Regions from separate parts of the Sus scrofa genome. Here region 1 is linked to region 2. A link is a contact called in public promoter capture Hi-C data. All regions are on one chromosome and are shown on one strand. The core of a region is the stretch at or near the end of the contact, and the rest is flanking DNA. Distances in the headings are between cores, read along the strand shown.

The links. Promoter capture Hi-C pulls out the DNA fragments that hold promoters and counts their contacts.
Region 1: a promoter capture Hi-C map of liver shows a contact between it and region 2, with 3 times the contacts expected there. The contact joins the promoter of SMAD5 here to the promoter of H2AFY in region 2. A contact is called at or near these places in 1 of 5 promoter capture datasets (liver) and 1 of 2 datasets of contacts at active chromatin or transcription factors (alveolar macrophages).

The regions. Positions count from the first base shown.
Region 1 is chr2:138,284,791-138,290,384 of Sscrofa11.1, forward strand. SMAD5 (mothers against decapentaplegic homolog 5) reads left to right here and starts at 2,845. Exons shown (of 7, transcript XM_021084785.1): 1 at 2,845-3,437.
Region 2 is chr2:137,622,102-137,628,068 of Sscrofa11.1, forward strand. It overlaps H2AFY (H2A histone family, member Y), which reads right to left and starts at 1,750. Exons shown (of 9, transcript NM_001244563.1): 1 at 1,576-1,750.

The DNA of each region.
Region 1 (5,594 bases), core at 1,595-4,094, 660 kb after region 2:
GGGTGTGCACCAGTCATTTAGGGAGACTCTTCTGATACAGAAGATTCTTCCACAGCAGAATACAGAAGAAGACTCTGCTGTCAATTCCTCTACAGCAAAGGGTAGAATTGAGATACATATTAAATATATAGGAACCAAACCCGATTTGCCTCAATTACCCTATATTTAAAAGTAAAAAGTTGGGAGTTCCCGTCGTGGCGCAGTGGTTCACGAATCCGACTAGGAACCATGAGGTTGCGGGTTCGGTCCCTGCCCTTGCTCAGTGGGTTAACGATCCGGCGTTGCCGTGAGCTGTGGTGTAGGTTGCAGATGCTGCTTGGATCCCGCGTTGCTGTGGCTCTGGCGTAGGCCGGTGGCTGCAGCTCCAATTCGACCCCTAGCCTGGGAACCTCCATATGCCAAGGGAGCGGCCCAAGAAATAGCTAAAAAGACAAAAAAAAAAAAAAAAAAAAAGTAAAAAGTTAAAAAAATAGGGAAAGACTGAGTTAGTCTTTCCAGGTCTTCTTGTTCCATAGACGCTCCCACATTTCCTGAAAATTACCCCCTTACTGAATCTGCAAAATTCAAGGTGGAAGTAGGTCATTGACCAAACACTTAGGCTGGGTCTTTACTTCAAATGAATAATTAACAGAGTTGTTGGAAAAATTTAAAGAAAGGGCTCATTTTACCCTTAAACATTCACTTGGCTATAGGGGAACTGTTTGGAGCGCAAATCAGGGTTTCTGAACCCCATCACTGTTGGTATTTTGGACCAGATAATCCTTGGTAGAAGAGGCTCTCCTGTGTATCATAGAATGTTTAGCAGCATCCTTGGCTTTGACCCAGCAGATGTCAGGAGCACCCCCCTCCTAGATTCGACGACAACCAAGATTGTTTTCAAAGATTGTCAAATGTTTCCTGGAGCCCACGGTGACCCCTGTTTGAGAATCACTGGCCTAAATTGTCCAGAAACAGTATTCTCTAGAAGTAATATATTTGACTTTTAATGCTGCTTCTGTTTGGTCTTTCTGGTCCATAAATGTTCAACTGAAAAAGCAGTTTATTTGGATGCCCCACTGACTATATCTACATGTTCAGATTGCCCTGTTCTACATTTGCTTTTAGATCCCATCTGATTGCCCCAAGCAGAGACTTCCTTATTCCATTCTTATGGCTCTGACAGGCATAGTCATTTGCTGTTAGATAATCTGTTTGACTCTATAGATCTTTAATGATCTGTCTGATTTTTTTATACCCTTTGAGGTCTGGGTAACATCTTGGTCCTTTGGGAGGAGTTTCCCTTCCTGTCTTCTATGCTATCATCTCTTCCAATTTAAGACCTAAGCTGAGCCCACACAGCAACTTGGAGACATTGGAGTCTCTAGTTGATCTGATCAGTAGTTCTGGAAACAAAACTATTGGCTTTGAGATTAACATGGGATTGTCAAAAGGAATCCTGTAATCACAAATTGTTATACATGTGTAGTGACTGTGAGACAGCAGACAGTTTGCTTTGGGAAGGACTTTGCTGGCTGTTGGAAGTGAGGAATAGCTGTAGCATAGAAAATATTTAAACCAAAGTATGTCTTACAATGTTCTCTGCACAGCTCTCTGCAAACAGCCGTTTTGGGGGGAAAAAAAATTGCATTCTCCAAGGCAGGGTTGTGGGCACTTCTGGGAGCTGTAAACCCTGGCAGGCTCCAGAAATATGTGCCTTCCAAGGGCTGGGAAGTTCTGAATTAACAACAAATAATCAGTGAGTGTGACAAAGAGTTAAGGTACACAGATTTTACTTTCACAAAGTTTATGATGTAGTAAAGAGTTTTAAGACGTGGACCTGAGATTGCAAACTAATGGCCAGCAGGCTAAATTGGGACCATGGATTTGTTTTACTTGGCTTGTACAGTGTTGGCCTCCTGAATGTCTAAGACAGAGAGAGACAAAGAGAGAAAGAATGAAAAAAGTTGCTAAACATATAAAACTGAGATTTTTTTGCATTAAAGTCCAGATTTCCAGCTGTTTTTGAAAAATCAGAAGATCTGCCAACCCTGGGTTCTTATTCCCACATTCCCCCATGGTGATGGTTAGCTGGGGTGAAATAGCAGCTGCCCCCTTTGAACAGAGCAGAGCCTCGCTGGTTTCCCACTCCCTCAGAGGCCTCTGTCCACGTCTGAGATGACTGCCTTGAATGTAGGGACATTTCCCATTGACTATATCTCTTCACCGTTGAAACCAACCACTGAAGCCTGGAGCAAGACAGCTGCTTCCCACTTGTTTCAGGTGAGATGACCTTGGGGCAGGCCACAGTGGTGGCCAAAGAGGCCACAGGAAATGGTCCGATTTGGGATATATTTGGAAGGTAGTATTAATAAGATTTCGCGACGGTTTGGTTTAGGGAATGAGAGGGAGGATTTGAAAATGACTCCAATTTTGATTTTGACTTAGATTGATTTGAGTTAACCCATAGCGGAATATGGAAAACCCGTATGGAAGTTTTCAAATAAAAACAAAATTGCCGAAAAGTCTTCTTCTTTCGTCGTCTCCAAAGTGGGTGCCTTAGAAGGTACCACTCTCGTTTTCTGGGACATGCTGACCCTTTGGAAGATGGGGGAGGGAGGGAGCTTTGAGAAGAGCCTCAGTATCTGAGAAAAGAGAAGTAGGCTCTTGTTTGGGGAGATGGAGTGGAGCTCTATCAGTCTGTGGGCGCCCTCTGCGCCCCTCGGTGTCCCCAGCTGTCCAGGACGGCCTCTCTTGCACTGCTGGGGTGTCAGTACGTGGACAGCCCTAGTTCGGGGAACTCCAAGGTCTGGCACTGCAAAAGGGGTGGAGGATGGTAGAGGCGCCAAGATTTCCACGTGGGAGGGGTTTTCAGGCCGCATCCAGTAAGCAGCTGTATCCAAGCAGCTTGTTTTGAACTTACTCTCTCCGCAGAAAGAGGACTCTCTGCCCTCAGATTTATATTTGTATTGCAAATCATTAAGCGGAGCTAAGGGGCATCTGAAGATGTTTTTATTTACACTTTATATGTGACTGAGAAAATCTTCAACCGTCCATGTCAAGGACAATTATTTTATTTTATTACAACGTGGGCTGACTTGGTTAATGGAGACTACTAGCGGTGGTGGGAACTAGCCGACTGCCACTCCTGGGCCTGGCCGTGGACACGGGAAGCCTCCACCAGATCCGCAGATCGGAAGCCGGAGATTGCGGGCGCCGAGCCAAGCGCGGAGGCTTCCTCAGCCGCCGGAGCGAGACGGCCCTTCCCTCCGTCCCGCAGCGGTCACTCGGCCGCTTGCGCGCATGCGCCGAGCCCGCGGCGTCCTCCCCGGCTCCTTCCCTCCTTCATCCGGGTCCTGGGCGAGCGGGCGCCGTGCGCGTGTCCCGCGGCCGAGCTGCTAATAAAGTTGCGCCGAGGGAAAGCGCGGCGACGGCGCCGGGAGAGCGCGCGCCGCCGGCCCGTGAGTGAATGTGGGGCCCTGGGACGGGCGGGCGAGCGGGAGCGGGGGCTGCGGGCTGTGCGGGGACGCGGCTCTGCCCTAGCGGCCGGACTCGGGCCGAGGCGGGGGCGTGCGGCCGCGGGCGGAGCGGAAACCAGCCGGGCCTGCGGGGCGGGAGGTAGGCCGAGCCCCGGCCTGCCCGGGTCCAGGCGGGCGCCCATGGTGCGGCTCGGCCGGCTGCGGAGGCCTGGCCTGCGGCCGGGGCCGTCCCGAGGCGGGGCAGAGGCTGGCCCTTGTCCCGACGCCGCCGTTACCGCCCGCACTGAGGCGGGAGGCGTTCAGGACGCTTCGCGGGGCTCCCCGGCCTCGCTTCGGTCCGGAGGAGCGGTTTGTTCTCCCTCTTCTAAGCGCCACCCTCAAACACACCCCTGGGAGGATGGCCGAGCTCGGCCGAGCAGCCGGGTCGGCCACCCTGCCAAGCAGCCCGGTGGCTCGATGAATCAATCCGTGCCGCCGTCGCTTTGTGTTTCAGTCCTTATCTTAAGGATCCACGCTTATCGGTGGGAATTACACCCTGGTTATTTGTGACCTGCCGCTGCACCCAGCTGGTGCTTCGACCTGGTTTGAGCCACTTGCCATGCCAGTTTTCATCCTGGCAGAGATTTCTTCTACTTCCTATCAGCTGCTGCAAGGCAAGCGGCAGACAGTGACTGTTTGCCTACAGCCTCTTCCACCCCTGCCGGGGTCCTCCAGTCGAGTGTCAGGACTCAGATTCACGGTCGGGTCGGCTCCCCTCCCCCTCCCTCCCCCTCTTTGCTCTCTTCCCCTTTCAGCTGCTGTTATTACGTGGAGTTTGGAGCCTAAGCTTTGAAAACTCCCATGTGGCGCCTGTCTTAAGTCGGAGCATGCTCAGTAGCCCAAACAGATTTTGGTTGCAAAAAGAACTGGGGCGAGGATAGTCGGGTATTTTGGACGTTTGCCCGCTTCCTAACAAAATGTTCCAGTTCTGGTTTGGATGGCATTGGAGAGTGGAGCTGTAGGCCAGCCTAGAGGTGAGGAATGCCTGAACACCCTGGGCCAGATCTCTATCTTGATTGTAGAGACATTGTTTCCTGACCAGCTGGAGGTCGGAGGGTGGGGTGGGGGGAGTTGGGGGGAGCATTCCTGGCTGCCTCTGCGTTTTTGTGGGTGTGGTACTAAGTGTATCTTGTTTACCTTATCTTTCTGTGGAAAAAGTTTTGAAGTCTCGTTAGGTTTGTCACATCATGCCTGTTGCCTAGCACCACCAGAAGTGTTCTCTTCCAGCAACAAAGACTGGATAGGTAGGAGGTTGTCCTAGGAGCCTTGGCCTTATAGAAGTTGAGAGGAAGGGTTTCTTGAGTTGCTGTTTTTTAAACTCTTTATTCTTTTTTTTTTTTTTAACTGGAGTAGTTAAATATCCTTCAATTAGAGTACCCAACTTGCCCAGAGTGAATTAGTTTCCAATATGCAAGCTGAAAGGTTAAAAAACTTCATCCCCAGAGGTTAGTAACCTTCCAAGCAGTTTCACATGGCTCTTACATGCCAGTGTTGTGGGGGAGAGGACCTCTCTACACAGTGTGACAGTTTCACGTTTTTTGATCCATATATTTTAATGAAATCATTGTGTTCCAAGTTAAGTAAATAAGGAATTATTTATAGATCTGAACACATTTTATATCCCTTCTTTTACTGCTACTTTGGTTAAGTTTTTTTCCTTTAAGGTGAATCTGAGATTACAAGAATACAGAACAATTCTTAAGAAACAAGTTAACAAAGTGTAACCTTCATAAAGGTTGTATAAATTACCTTTAGATTTTTTTTTAAATGATTGTCTCCATAGCCTCCTCCCTTCTTCCTTCTCTGCACTGCTGCTTTCTCAGTCGGTATGCCTTTGCTTTGCACATAGCTGCTTTTATCGCATAAACTTCAGCCAGTTATTTTTGTTAATAAAATCCATTCGTCATTTATGCTTCCATTCCTTTGAGATCACAGCTGAAATAGGCAATAAAAGTTAGATGAACCTTCCCAACTGACTTTCCTCTTAGATTTTAAATGCATCCATATGATGTCTATTTAAAATGAAGAAAAGAACAGGGATCTGGAAAAGAAAAGAATATTTTTGTAGGTTCTGTGCAGATGTGGTTATCTGCTTGTCTG
Region 2 (5,967 bases), core at 500-2,999:
TACTCAACGCCTTTATTGAGGGATCAGCATTAACAACGGCAAGAGATTACAACAATAATCGACTGGAGAGATTTCTCACGCTCTTCTTAAAACTTGAATAGAAAAAGAATTTAAAGTCTTGAGGATTTTTTGAAAAAAGAAAGACAAATAAATTGAAAACCACCTTATCCTCATCCAGGAGCCTCTTGTACGAGACTGAGATGCCACCGGCCAACTATGCTTAGTTGTGTACAAGGGCTATTAATGCCAGTTGCACACATGAGGTGTCCATTTCAGAGCTAATAGCGCCTCTGACAGCTGACTAGTCACCCTGAAGTAGGTAGGTTCCACCTAATTCACAACGAGTCTCCTACTCAAACCTAAAACTGTTCAAAATTCCCAGTCCCTGGAGCAGGAAGCCTTGGAACAAAGCACTTTCCCCCCTCTTTAATGATAAAACCTCAAACCACAAAGGTAGAAAAAAGACAGAGCGAGAAGTACCCCTCTACTTGTCTATTCTTACATGCCTTTATTGGATCACTAAAGTCTTACAAAGAATCCGTGGTAATTTTAATTGTTGAATTCAAGGTTTGTCTCGGCTGCTGTTAGTCTCTGACTTTCAAACGCATGAATATTTTCCCTAACATCTTGTCTAACGCCTTCCAAGGAGTCCACCGACAAGATCTTTGAGGGATCTGTGCTCCCTGCAGGAGTGGAGGTGGGGTGCACCAGCCCGCACACCTGTTGTCAGGTGACAAGGCCAGCAGCATCCTGTGTATTCACCTCCTCGCTCCACCCCACCCCTCAGTGAGCCTCTTCCCTCCTGGCCTTCTCCACCCGAGAAGCCTACAGCCTTCCGGAATTACCTTAAAAAAAAAAAAAAAAAAAAAAAAAACTCCCAACCAACCACAAAGCAAACAAAAGGCTGATCAGGAGACGAGCCAGAGAGCAGCAGGGGTTCCCGAGGCCCCCCTCCAGCCAGTCCCCGGACAAACCCCTCCCCGCCCTTGCCCCTGCCCCTGCCCGCTTCCAGCCCCGCAAGTATCTCCCCAACCCCCTCACCCTACCCTCCCAGCAGATACCAGCCAGACGCCTACACCACGGCCACATGGGGCTCAGGCCCCATTTATTGTGCCTGGGCCGGCAACTCCCGGGCGGGCGCCTCACCAAGTACAACTCCGCGCACAAGAGCCCCCGGCGTCCAGGCCCAGGCCGGCCGGCCGGGGCGCGGCGCCTCCCCGGCTTCGAGTCCAGCCCTCCCGGCCCGGGAAGGGACGCTGGGGGAGGGGCCGGGGCTGCCTGAGGCCACAAAAGCGCCCGGGCGCGGGCAGGAGGACGCGTTCGAAGAGAAGTTGGCTTCCGGGTTTCCTTTTTGAACAAAACCGAAGGGAATCCCGCGCGGCCGGGGTAGGGCCTGGGAGGGCGCCGTGCGCACGCGAGGCCCCAGCGTGGGCCGCGCCAAGCACCACGGCCCGAGCGCCGCCCGGTGCGCGCCAGGCCGGGCCGCTCCCGGGCACCCTCGTCCGGCTGAGCGCGGCGGCCGGACCCGGGCGGCGGGGACCGGGCGCGTGGCGAGGGGGCCCGCGCGGCACTTACGGGGAGGCTCGGCCGCAGCGGCGGCGGCGGCGGCAGCAGCAAGGTGTCCGGCCCGTGCCCTCTCGGCCGCTCGCGCCTTTTCTCTCCGCTCTCCTCACTGGCCCGCCCGCCTCCTCGCTTCCCGCCCGCGCGCCCCGCGCTCGCCCCCTCCGCCCGGCTCCGCTGCCGAGTGAACTGGAACCAGTCGCCGCGGCCCCGGGATTCCCACAATGCACAGCGCGCAGCTCGTCACATCCCATCCCGTCCCCGCGCGTCCGGCCACCCCTCCCGCGCCACTCCGGCGCCCCGGCCTTGACCCCAAGCTCGCGGCTGCGCGCGCGGGAGCCCTCCGCGCTGTGCCGCCTGGACGTCGGTGGGTCGGTGCCCGGGGCGCACCAAGGCCCTGACTTGTGGCCTCTACCCTCAGGCGCCCCGCCCGGACGCCGCCCGCCGAGTCCGGTCCGAGCCCTGGGCTAAGTCCTGGGAAAGGGTCGGAACACTGGTTGGCAGAGGCTCTTCTCCAGCTCGCGTGCCAGCCTGAGTGTCTCCAGTGACACTTAATGAGCGCCCACTGTGGGGGGACTTTCGCTGTCCCCCTAGAGCCTTCCCACTAAGGCAGGGACGGAGGCACAACTGCTTCTCCCTCCCCAACCAGTGCAAACCTTCCGAGCACCTAAGAACCTCCCGCTGTCTTTGGATACAACCCCCCATTAAACCTGCCCCATGACCAACTAATGCACATCCGGCTCCCCTGGGGTTCTTCATAGTGACACCTACAGGTCTGGATCTGCTTTGTTCCGTGGAAGGTGATGGCTATTTCGATTCAGCAAAATGTTCCTTCTTGGACCAAGTCGGGATTTATTAATATAAACAGTGATTCTTTATCATTATACACATTTTTTTTTCTTTGCTAACAAGCAGAAAGAGGAGAGAGCGCAACAAAGGCCATCTGTGTATTTCTAAACTGGTTTTTGGCCTGAAGGCTAACGTTAGTGACCCATCTTGAGTACTCAAATAGGGACCTTCCCTCTCCCCCCTCTTTCCTCTATCCACCAAAGTGCAGAGGGAAGCCATCTCAGCACCCATCTGAGGACCAGATTTAGATAACAATGCATACTGGCAGAGTTGTTCTGTGGCTGCTGGAGTTGGTGATGGGAGATTATTAGAGTCATTAAAGATGCCTCCCAGCTCTCAGACTGCCCCTACAAGAGCAGTGGGAACCTCCTCCCCTCACTCTTTACACTGTCTTTTAAAAGTCTGCAAAGCAGTGTCCAATACATGCCATTCATACATCCATTAATTCAATTAAATATTTTGCTCATACTTTGTGCCATGCAACAATGTAAGTGATGAGGAGGAGGCAGTGACTAGAGCAGACAAAAATCCCTGACCTCCTGGAGTCTGAGTCTGGCAGGGAAGGACTAGAGGCAGAAGAGATGATGTGGCAGATGGTGTAAATGCTGGAGAGAAAATAACCAGGGAAGGAGAACAGGGGGTATGAGTTGAGGTGGGGTTTCGAAGTTTAGAGAAGGCCTCCCTGAGAAGATGACATTGAAGCAAAGATGTGAAAGAACCAAGTGAGCAAGGCCAAGTGGCTATCTGGGGGAGGAGTGTTCCCAGAATGAGGAACAGCAGAAGCAAAGACCCTGAGGCAGAAGGGTCTCTGAAATTATCAAGGAATAGCCAGTGTGTTCTTACCACAAAAAAGAAATGATATGTGACACGACCAAAGTGTTAACTAATGCTAAAGTGGTAATTATACTGCAAAAGATAAACGAATCAAATCAACAGATTATACACATGAAACACACAATGTTATTTGCCAATAATATCTCAAAGAAAGTTTTTGGCCACTCCACCAACACATGGACGTTCCCAGGTCAGGGGTCGAATCTGAGGCACAGCTGCGACCTACAACACAACTGTGGCAACACCGGATCCTTAACCAACTGCACCACAGTGGGAAATCCAATAATATCTCAGTTTTTAAAAACGGAATAGTGAGTATGAGGTTAGAGTAGAATGGGCGAAGGGGCAAACTACAGGAGATAAAACTGGACAAGTGAGGATTCTTTGCGTCTGAAAACAAAAGCATTAAGGATGTGTGAGGATTCTGCCAGGGAACCTGCAGAAAGGTGTCAAGGAAGGGACAGAGACCACTCCCACTTTGTTACTCTCTCCTTCCCTGGTCCTTGGTGGGGGGGTCCCTCAGTTCTCCAGGGGCCAGCCAGCAAGTGAGGCTTCCGCAGGCCATAGTAAGTATGTAAGGGTGCAGGCTTCAATAATTCACTCAACTAACACTTGCTGAGCACCTGCTGTGAGCAAGGCTCCTGCCAGGAGAGAAACCCTCCAGGTGTGTAGACACACTGCCCAGACTCTGGTTCAAAGGGTAAGCAGCGCTCCTGGAAATCTGAACAGGAGAGAACAGCTGGGCTCAGCGAAGGCCAGGCATGTGTGCAGACGGGGAGATGCCTGCAGGCTGCTGGGGGTGCCTGCTGCTGCCCTGGGGGTGTACAGACCTGAGGCTTCCTCTTCCCCAGGCCCGTAGTGATGGCTAAGGCCCTACACACCATAACTGTCTAAGCGATCCCAATCTGCAACCCTCAGGGGCCAAGCACCAACGCACTCGCCTCCACCCCAGCTTTGGTTTCTAAGTTGATGTCCCTGGCAACATGGAAGTGGGCCATGCCTACATGGCTGTCTTTTCTCTCCATCTCACTACCTGCCAAATCGCATATAGCCCATCACTTCCCTTTCCCAATGGTCCCAGCAGACACGCTATTTCTAGGACGTTTCGATCCCCAGTTTATAGACGAGGACATGACAGATTCAGAAAGCCAAGAAATATGCCCGAGATCACAGAGTGGGTAGGCTGGCACTGGGGTTCAAGCCCAGGTTCATCTGGGACCTGAGCTCTCACGGGTCAGTCCTGAGGAAAGCCCTTCCAGGGGCTTGGTTTCCTCTGCACCCAGCATCCACCCTCCCTACACTTCCGCCCAATTCACTGTGGGTCTTTTTCTCCCCACTCAGGCAAGCATCATCATCCTTGGATTTGAGTCCAAGGCCTCCAAGAACTGAACTTGGTGCCATCCCTATCCCCACACCCCTCCAGAGGGTGCCGTTCTCAGGGAACTCACTAGGAACATTGCCCCCCAGAGCGGTTCAAGATTCCCTGTCTCCACCTCGCCGGCAGGCTCCACCTGCCTTTCCCTTCTCCTATAACCTGTGGGCCCTATCCGTCTACCTCAGCGACCTACCCTCTCCCCTAATCTGGATTAGAGGGTTCCAACCAGCTTTTTTGGTTCCCAGCTGCAAAATGAATGCATCCTACCATGTAAAACTTGGAAAATAAAAATGCACGAAAAATGAATATTACCCTGAGGACACCACCAGGAGAGAACCACTGCTTCCCTTCCAGCCTTTGTATCCTTAGCTACTTGATAGTAAACATTTTTGAGTTCTTGCTGCATTTACTGCTTGTCTCCTACTTTTAAACTTAATGGACCTTTATGAACATTTCACCAGGCATTCTACAACAGCAGCTCCCAAACGCTCTGAATTCAAAACGCCTTCCCCTTCTAAAATTACTGAGGACTGCAAAGAGCTCTTGTTTATGTGGGTTATATCTGTCAATATTCGCCTTATTAGAAATTAAAGCAGAAACTGAAATATTAATTTATTCATTTAAAGTGCTAATATGTAAACAAGTTGCATCCTAATATAATCAATGTATTTGTATGAAAAATAACTATACTCTCCAAACAAACAAAACTGAGTGAGAAGGATGTCAATGTCTTGCAATTCTGCACGTGTCTTTGATGTCTGGCTTAACAGCAGGCAGCTAGATTCTCATGTCTCCTGTGTTCAGTCTGTTTTAAGTATACGAAAAAAATCTAGGCTATATGAAAAAGTACAGATGAGTATTTAGGAAAAGCAGAGGGTTTTAATAGGCTTTTCAGATAATTTTAGACATTTTTCTTTGATACATCAAAACCCCAAAAGAAGGAGTTTCTCAAAGATTAATAGTACTGTAGAATCTGAATCTAGCAGATAAACTTTTGATTTTGATAACATAAAAACCCATTAATCTTATTTTTTATTATTCATTATTTTGGATTTACTAAGCTATCTTATTTTTTTATTATCCATAATTTTTATGGATTATTTATTTATTTCTGGCTGTGCCCAAGGCACAGAGAAGTTCCCAAGCCAAGAATCAAACTCGTGGAGTTCCCGTCGTGGCACAGTGGTTAACAAATCCGACTAGGAACCATGAGGTTGCGGGTTCGGTCCCTGCCCTTGCTCAGTGGGTTAACGATCCGGCGTTGCCATGAGCTGTGGTGTGGGTTGCAGACGCAGCTCAGATCCTGCGTTGCTGTGGCTCTGGCGTTGGCCAGGGGCTTAAGATCCAGT